3 separate regions of the Mus musculus genome follow, and regions 1 and 2 are each linked to region 3. The links are chromatin contacts, called in public Hi-C and HiChIP or PLAC-seq maps. All regions are on one chromosome and are shown on one strand. Each heading gives the region's core, a stretch centred on a gene start, on an enhancer-like site or on the middle of the called end of the contact. The rest is flanking DNA. Distances are from core to core; before and after follow the strand shown. Region 1 holds the start of Ppt1 (palmitoyl-protein thioesterase 1). Region 2 holds the start of Mycl (v-myc avian myelocytomatosis viral oncogene lung carcinoma derived). Region 3 overlaps Rlf (rearranged L-myc fusion sequence).

Region 1 (2,884 bases), core at 29-2,528, 1.6 Mb before region 3:
CTAGTGAAATTCCAAGTCCTTACACTAATCTTAAAAGCCCCAGCATACTTGTCCACCCTCTTATTCCCTTGCTCCCGCTGCTCCTGCTACACTGCTCTGCATGCTAGTCTGCCAAGCTCAGGGCCTTTGCACCTGCTGCTCCTGTGACCACATGTCCCTATGGCATCTTCCCTCGTCCTCCTTTTTTTCTTCTCTTTTTTCCTTCTTTTATTTTTTTTATTGGATATTTTCTTTATTTACATTTAAATGTTTTCCCCTTTCCAGGTCTCCCCATCGGAACCCCCCTATCCAATCCCCCCTCCCCCTGACTCTATGAGGGTGTTCCCCACCCACCCACTCCTGTCTTCCCTCCCTGGCATTCCCCTACACTGGGGCATCGAACATTCTCAGGTTCAAGGGCCTCTCCTCCTACTGATGTCCAAGTCCATCCTCTGCCACATAGGCAGCTGGAGCCATGGGTCCCTCCATGTGTACTCTTTAGTTGGTGGTCCAATCCCTGGGAGCTCCGGGGGGGTGGGGCGGGAGGGAGGATCTGGCCAGTTGCTCCCTCCATGGTGCTGCATCCTCTTAAGCTCTACTCAGTTGTCACTCTTGGGTGAATCCCGTTTCCTGTTCTAACTTGCTCCGTAGAAGCACAAGCTCACACCTGAGGCTCTATCTTCTGTTTTCACTGCACTCCTGGCCATTTGACAAGTTTCCCGTATTTCCTTATAATACGTTTCCCCCACTGGACAGCAAGTTCCAGAAAGATGAGAATGCTTCATGCTCAGGTATAGCAGGTGCTCTGAGGTAACTGTATAAAGGACATGAAGGCCCCTGGTAGATCTCTATTCAGATGTGAAGGAATGAAAGCCTGAGTGTGCAGTCCAGCTCTGCAGGGGCAGGCTGGACTGACTGTGAGATACTGCAGGCTGATGCTACTGCTGCCAGGATTTTAACAAAGCATAAACCAAGCCGTGCACAATACTCACTGAGCACTCACTAAAGACACCTGGTTGTCGTCCCTTCCGTGCAGAGCAACAAATCCGAAAACCTTGGACTAGGCGGGTGCTGTGGAATCCCTATCGTCTTTCCAGATTTAAGAACCGAGGGGGGAAAAGGATGCCCCCGTCCACGCCCACTCACCCATCCCATGCCAGATCACCAGCGGTGGTGGTGAAGGTGGGTCCAGATGCCCCAGGGCCCAGGCGGCGCAGCACCAAGGCAGCAGAGCGGCAGCTAGCAGCCTCCGCGAACAGGACGACGCCATCTTAGCAATCACATGACCGCGGGGACTGTGGACCAAAGTAATTCCGGTGGCCACGCCCCCTGCCGGGCTCTGCATCCTGACAGAGACGTTTATTCATTGCTTAACACCCACCAGACTCTACTATATAAGGGCTTTCCATCTTTTAATTGATCTTATGCACTGCTCTCATTTTACACCCAAGGACGCCTAGGTGACAATTCCCCCTTCCCCCTACGGAACTTTGCCTTCTCTTTCAGCTGTGTATTAGCAGAAAAGAGCTGTTTATTCGCTAACAATTATGTCATTTGCACGTAATTTTAATTCTATGTGTGGGCGTTTCATATGTGTACGGCTCGCGTTCTACAGCGCATGTGTGGAGGCCAGAGAACCGCTTGCAGGAGCGGTCAGAGGGATTGAACTGAGGTCATCCATCAGGCTTGGCTGCAGGTGCTTTCCCCCTAGGAGACTGTTTTTATTTTAGCACATGTGTGAGAAATTAGGTAAGGTCCTCGGAGGCGGAGGCAGAAAACTCTTCAGCACAGTGCCATAGTACTTATAGCCCTTGGAAGAAAAGGCTCAGTGTCGGGACTGGGGAAGGGAGACTTGATTTTCATCCAGGGCAAGTTATATCATGGTGAGGTTTGGTTTGGATCGTAAAGCTAAGATGGGGTTTCAAAAGCTAAAGATGTAATTAGGGAGGAGGAAGTTTGGACTCCTGAAGAGGGAAAAAAGTATCTTATTAAAGATGTAATAAGACTTCCAGGCTGTCATGGACTCTCAGGTATTTCATGTACTAGGAAGATGGGAAACATAGCTACGTCCTATCCAAGCTCCACTCTGGTTTATTATAGCCCAGAGGCTCCTGTCTATGCTCCCACATCTTTTCTAGATTCCCTCAGTGCAGCCTCGGCACCTCAATGACAGTGTCAAACATTTTTTCCCCTAAAAAAGCATTAAAAATGTTTAAAGGAATCTGTTAAATAGGGTGTATTCACGGTACAGTGGGACTCTCTGACACCGGCTTTATAAAGGATGAAGTAGTCTTGTAGAGAGCGACATATGAAAAATCTAGAAGAATAACCGGTTGTGCACCCACATGAAACCCTTCTGTACCACCCCACTGAAACCAGCAGTTACTTAGTAATTGGAAAGCCAATTAAAATACAGGATTAGGATGCATTATACAGTGCACAGTCTGATAAGCGTTGGGCCAGCTAGATTGTTCAGCTGGATAAAACAATGGCCACTAAGCCATTCCTGATCCTTTCCTCTTGAGAACTATGATAGCTTGAGGTTAAAAAAAACAAGTTGTGCAAGCTGTCTTCTGAGCTCTATACACCGACAGTCACATGTCCCCATAGAGACTCATAAACACACAATGTAAACAAATAAATCAGAGTAAAAACAAAGGAAAGCAAAAATAGGCCCGGGGCCAGGAAGACAGCTCTGTCTTTAAAGTGCTTGCTGCTTCAGCGTAGAATCTGAGTTGGATGGCCACACCCGCAGGTGTAGGGAAGTGCAATCCCAGTGTGGAGGAGGCAAAGACAAGGGGATCCCTGGGTTTTGCTGGCTGCCGGGCCACAGTCTAATCAGATCGCCAGGTTCCAGGTTCAGTGGGAGCCTTTGTCTCAGATATGAGGTGAGAGGGATGGAGAA
Region 2 (2,970 bases), core at 321-2,820, 1.8 Mb before region 3:
GCAGGCGGGAGATGGAGGTTTTCGAGTGGAGGAAGGCTTTTGGTTCTGCTCAAAAGGTATCTCAGTCTTTTCTCCCTTAGGGAAGTGTGAGTTTCCCAGGGAAAGAGGCAGCAACAAAAAAGCTTCAAGCTTGGAGTGACTCTTAAGGGAACCCTTTCAACCTCCCAAGGACAGAAATCCCCTACAGTCCAACCCGAGTATTGTCCTCTCTAAGCGCCAACCCTCACCAAGTCGCCCTGGTCCCCTGGGGCTCCAATCACCATCAGAGGGACGCTGGCTCCCTCCCCACTTCTCCAAACTGTTTACCAACACACCCACGTGCCAGACAGACACAGCTGGGGGCTACACCGACAGCTTCAGTCAGAAAATGGGGAGGTGATGGGAAGGTTTAAGATCTAATGCCTGATTTCAAACAGCGGTAGATAGAGCTCTGGCCACCCAAGGGGTGCCTCCCTCTTAGCTAGCCCCCGGGTGGTCCTTACCAGAATCGCTGGGGCTCTCGGACCCGGAGCAGGCCTGAGTCTTGGGCTCGCCCAGCTGACATTGGGTGGCGGGCGCCGGGTTACTGGCTTCCAGACTAGGAGTGCCGTCCGGGGTAGCGGGCGCTTTGGGCGGGTTCCCCCGGGGCGCGCCTGGGGCCAGCCTGTCGCTCACCACTCTCTCCAGCCGTTCTCGGGCGGAGAAGCCGCTCCACATGCAGTCACGGCGAATGATGGAAGCATAATTCCTGCCCCAGGCTTTCGAATGGCCCCGAGATTCCGCCTCGTCCCCGGCACCCCCTCCAGGCCACGGCTCCCCGGGATTAATCCCAGAGGCTGGGTCCACGGCGCCGGGACCGGAGCCCCAGGGCGGCGACGTGGGGGGCGACGGCACCAGCTCGAATTTCTTCCAGATGTCCTCGCTGGGCGCCGTGGAGCGGTAGAAATCCTCTCCGCAGTCATAGTCGTAGAAATAGTGCTGATACGAGTCGAAGTCCATGTCCGCTCCCTGCGGGAGGGAAGGGGGAGACGAGCTGACTGCGGTGCCCGCCGAGGGAAGAGGCGGCTCCGAGTCCCTCGCTGCAGCTGGCTGCGGGGCTCTGGTCTCTCCCCAGGCCCACCAGCTTGCAGCCCGCGCCCTGGTCCCTGCTCCTGGGAAGCCTGGCCTGGGGTCAGCTCGCTCAGGGCAGCTCGCAACGGGCCGACCAGGCTGAGGGGAGCGAGTTCAAAGCAAACTTTGCCAGCACCGCCCGGAGCTCAGCTCCGGGGGCACAGCAGGGCCGGGCGGGGGCGCGCTGTCTCGAAGGCAGTCTGCAGCCTTGCAGCCCGCCAGTCCCCTGGGGACCCCTGCCCGGGCCACCCGCAGCCTCACCTCGCTCCCGCCGCCCGCCACCTGGAGCGGAGCGGCTCCCCGCCGGCTCGGGGAAGCCCGGCAGCCCGCACACACACACATGCGCGCCACCGAGCGCGCGGCCCCGCACTCACGAGCGCGCCCCCCGTGCGCGCGCCCCCCGCCTCGCTCGCACACGGCAGCCAGGACGCTCCCGGGATCGACGCGGGAGCGCGATCTGCAGGCGCATTGTTTCCCGACTGCTTTATATCTCGTCGCGTGCCCGGGGCTTGGGGACCAGGAGGGGGGGTGGTCCCTAGGAGACAAGCCCCTCCCCCTCCCGCCCCTCTCTCCGCTGGCGACAGGTGGGGCCGGCCCCACCTCCTGGCTGAACTGGTCGTTTCTATTCTATCCCTTGAAGCTCCCTAATAAATTGTACGCTGGGGAGCGCAGAGCAGAAGAGCTGATGCAGCCCCGCAGTCTCCTGGTGGAGGCGTGACTGTTCGAGAGGCTCCCGCGGTCCAAGCGACTTAACTAAAGCGGCGCTCCGCGCCTACTCAGAGCCAAGGACTAGAGCTGCTCCCTGCCCCACCCTGCTAGTCTACTTCCCGGGGCGCGCCCCACCAGGTTCAGGTGCGTCCCACCCATGACAGAGGAGGTGGTGGTGGTGATGGTGGGGCACACACTGCACCTCCACCGCGCCACCTGGTGGCCCTCGGCCCTGAACCCAGGCTTCTTCAACCCATTGCTTCAGTAACCATTAGCCCATTCTTTAGCTCAGTGGCTTAAACCTTGAATAGCAGTGAAGATTCCGAGCTAGAAAGCCTGCAGTATATATAATCCCTCGGAGCCCCAATTTTACTTGTGAAATGAAGGAATGGTAATGACTTCACAGGATCGCCGGGCTGAATTTGTTTACTAAAAAGATAGAGCACCTTAGGAAAGGACATGAGAGAATTCGAACAACAGCAGCTTTATCCCTGGGGAGGGTAGTGAGACCTCTGTCATCCCCCAGGTCATAGCTGACACTTGACCCTTCCTTCACAGCCCTGCCTCCCAGAATTCATCCTCCACACAAAACTCTCCTAACGGCTGTTTTAGAGATAGGAGTGTAGGGGTGTGGAAACTTCATTCAGGCCCCTGTTTTGTGCTTCCTAGCTGTGGGATCAAAGTGTTTGAAGTTTTGCATGACATCCCTGGCCGAGACGATGGAGATATATATATATTTCCTTTGTGTTATCATAAACAGGCTACCTTCTGAGAAAGGAAAAGACTAACTAATTTAGGTCCAAGGAAGGTAACTTAGGATAGCAGCCAATTCATCTAGAATCCTACACCTGGCATCAAGGTCTGGTGTCTGGTTGTCTGCCATCCTTCTCTTCCTCCTACTCTTTTTGTCTAACTACTCAGAACTACAGGCTGTTGCCATCCTAACAGACTGAAGCCAGAAGGATAAACACGTCCCGTTGTTTTGGGCCAGGGAGGTGTGAGATGACCCACGAGTTGGGTGAGAAGACAGGGGGTGTGTGTGACTCTCCATTTTCCATTTGTTGTGTCTAAGGTGTGTGTAGGACATCCTTGAAAGCAGGAATTGGCTCGCTTTGTAGTCCCTGCACCTAGAATGACTTCTGGCAATATTTACGCACTGGCTTCCTGAGTGAC
Region 3 (2,901 bases), core at 370-2,869:
AGCCCAGGTCCCAGATTGCCTCTAGGTACTTCCTCAGTTCAAGCAGCCAGCTGTTTTCTTCTCACTCATTAATGTCAACCCCCTCGGTCCTCATTGCTAACTGATGTTTAAATCTTAGTTCTCATCATCTTTGGAGTCCTCCCATCTCCTTACTTTTGCATTTTAAAATGTTAACCCCTGTTTCAGGGATGAGATTCAATTGCTGACTCCCGCGGAAGCTTGCCCTTTACAATATAATCACATTGCTCAGATTTAGAACTTTATTTTCAAAATAGGATTTCTCTGTGAGGCCCTGGCTATCCTGGGACTTGCTCTGTAGACCAGACCAGCCTTGAACTCAAATGATCTGCCTGCTTCAACCTACCAAGCGCTGGGATTAAACTCTCCACCTCTTAGCTAGATTTAGAATTTTATGTATTTCATTTGTTGAGAAATTAAAATCAGAATAAGATTTCTTGTGTTATGTGCAGATTTTAAAATAATGCACACACTTATCTTTAAAAAAAAATCCAGTTACCCTACGATGTTCATTTGTAATGAACAACTGACACTTGTAGTTGTTTTAGTTGGGTCGTTGTTGCTGTTGCTGTTGCTTTGGGGGTGCAGGTTCTTCTGTAGCTGGATGAGGATGACACTGAACTTCTCATCTGTCACTGACTCTCAAGGGTTGGGATGACAGGTCTGCAAACCATGGCCATCTTTTGGTACTAGGATCAAACCCAGAACAGTGAGCAGGCGAGACAGTTCTACCTAAACTGAGCCACTTCCCTGACATGACCACAGGATTGCAAAGTAGTGGGTGTCACTTAGCACTATTGCCAGAAAACTTCCCAGAAGCAGTGACTTTCGAATGGGAGGTGGATGTGGTAAACTCTGAGGAAGTAGGCCAAATGATGACCACACTGCAGAGGCTGCAGACACTAAAGGTAGTGGAGTCGGAAGTAAAGGCAGAGTTTGGAAATAAGCATATTTATTAAAGCGATAGTAGGTTTGTGAGTTCTGAGTAGACATACAGAATAGTGATAAAACATGGGTATTGGAGGCAGGTGACTAGTTCAGATTAAAGCGTAAAATCTGTCCGTCCCCCCCCCCCCCTTTGGCTCTTCAAGGGGGTTTCTCAGTGTAACCATCTCTTGCTGTCCTGGACTTACTTTGTAGACCAGGCTAGACTCGAATTCACAGAGATCCACCTGCCTCTGCCTACTGAGTGCTGGGATCAAAGGTTTGCACTACCACACCCAGCTTCTGCTTTCTTATTTAAAAAATGAAGTAAAGGTCGGGGATATAGATCAGCGGAGGATGGAAATGACAAGGAAGTCTCTCTGTGTCTCTTTTAAATCAGCTGAAGGGTTGGATGTGGCTCAGTTTGTACAGTGCTTACCTACTGTATATGAAGCTCTGAGTTTGGACCCCTACCCAGTAGCTCATAAAACAGTTCTATAGTCCCAGTCTTTAGAAAGTGGATCAGAAATTCAAAGTCATTCGTGCCTAAATGGGAAGCCTGACACTGGCTAGAGACACTTTTTTTTTTTTTTTTTTTTTTGGCTGTAGCTAATGTGGAAAGTGTGAGTTGGTTACAAGTAACAACACAAGGTGAAAGAGCTGCGGTTTCACCTAGCCACTTCCTCATTGTAAGCAGGCAGCTGCTAGGCAAGGCCTAACATGCTTGAAGCTCTAGGTTCTACTCCAATCTTCCTCTCCCTCTCCTCCTCCTCCTCCCCCCTCATACACACACACACACACACACACACACACACACACACAGAGAGAGAGAGTAGCCTGTGGGCCTAGCATGCTTGGATATACTTAAACTTAGGTGCCATAAGAGCCTACTGTACATCTCAGCTATATATTGTATCTACCTTATTGCTGCTAGGCTCTGAATTTTGTGCATCAAGTTACTATACTAGATACTGTTGGCAACTTGCAACACATCATTAGGCATCTATGTTTCTAAATAAAACCAAACATGGAAAGGTATAGTAAAAATAATAGACAATAGAACATTTTCTGCGCTTTTCTTTTTTTAACTAGAATCCAATTTTATTCAGATCAGCACTGTCCAACAAAATACTGTCTTAATTTATGATCTGAGTTCTGGAGTGTCAGAATAAATTATGGCATACTTTGAAAGCCACAAGACATTAATTTTATAATAAAAAATGGAAGACTAATACTTTTTCAAAATATGCTGTAGAGGCCTGGAGAGATGGCTCATTGGTTAAGAGTTCTTGCTGCTCTTGCACAGGACCTTGGTTTATTTCCCAGCACCCACACCGTGACTCGAAACCACATGTAACTCCAGTTCCAGGGACTCTGAATCCCTTTTCTGACTGAGCATGTACACAATACACATACATACGTCTAAGCACGCACTCAGGATTTTTGAGACAGGGTTTCTATGTAGCTCTGGCTATCGTGGAACACACTATGTATGTACATCAGGCTGGTCTTGAAGTCAAAGCTCAACCTGTCTCTGCCTCCCCGAGTGCTGAGATTAAACTCACATTCCTCCGTGCCTGGTTCAAAATTTAAAAAAAAATTTTTTTTGTAAAGATAACCATTAAGGATATACTCTTTTCTTTCTTCCTAATCCCAGCACAGGTCATTTTTGTTCTGGGGTTCTGGCTTTTAGGATCCTCCAAATAATTTATAGTCTCTACCCTTGTTTTTGTTTGCACCTTTGTTTTATTGATTTAACTTAAAAATTGTATTTATCTGTATGTAAAAATGTTTTGCTTGCATGTAATCTGTGGTTGGTACCTGTACAGGTCAGAAGATGGATGGCATCAGATCCCTTGGAACTGGAGTTTCAGATGACTTATATGTACTGAGACGTGAACCTGGGCCCTCCAGAAGAGCAGCCAGTGCTCTTAATCTAGAAAAGCAACCTCTCCAACC

What was found. A called contact is a pair of places that touch in the nucleus more often than the background predicts. HiChIP or PLAC-seq counts read pairs in DNA pulled down with a chosen protein or histone mark.
Region 1: a contact with region 3 is called in a Hi-C map of B cells, with 14 read pairs. The contact joins the promoter of Ppt1 here to the enhancer-like site in region 3. A contact is called at or near these places in 6 of 39 promoter capture datasets (the HPC-7 cell line, cranial neural crest, embryonic stem cells and 2 more), 1 of 484 Hi-C or Micro-C datasets (B cells), 7 of 115 datasets of contacts at active chromatin or transcription factors (bone marrow-derived macrophages, differentiating embryonic stem cells, embryonic forebrain and 3 more) and 2 of 9 other capture datasets (adipose tissue and embryonic stem cells).
Region 2: an H3K27ac HiChIP or PLAC-seq map of double positive thymocytes shows a contact between it and region 3, with 7 times the contacts expected there. The contact joins the promoter of Mycl here to the enhancer-like site in region 3. A contact is called at or near these places in 3 of 39 promoter capture datasets (the 3T3-L1 cell line, cranial neural crest and frontonasal cranial neural crest), 1 of 484 Hi-C or Micro-C datasets (B cells) and 3 of 115 datasets of contacts at active chromatin or transcription factors (double positive thymocytes, embryonic stem cells and large pre-B cells).

What each region holds. Positions count from the first base shown.
Region 1 is chr4:122,834,621-122,837,504 of GRCm38.p6, reverse strand. Ppt1 (palmitoyl-protein thioesterase 1) reads right to left here and starts at 1,278. Exons shown (of 9, transcript NM_008917.3): 1 at 1,126-1,278. The coding sequence starts at 1,249.
Region 2 is chr4:122,994,531-122,997,500 of GRCm38.p6, reverse strand. It overlaps Mycl (v-myc avian myelocytomatosis viral oncogene lung carcinoma derived), which reads right to left and starts at 1,570. Exons shown (of 3, transcript NM_001303121.1): 1 at 1,351-1,570; 2 at 483-987. The coding sequence starts at 1,431.
Region 3 is chr4:121,195,134-121,198,034 of GRCm38.p6, reverse strand. The region is part of intron 1 of Rlf (rearranged L-myc fusion sequence); the gene reads left to right. Among named protein-coding and RNA genes, the nearest start is that of Rlf, 18 kb to the left of the region's middle. Within about 2 kb of position 1,619, at least 115 of the 459 cell types and tissues checked have an H3K27ac peak or open chromatin away from gene starts, as enhancers often do. A contact at or near this core is called in B cells, adipose tissue, bone marrow-derived macrophages and 1 more, where this site is marked.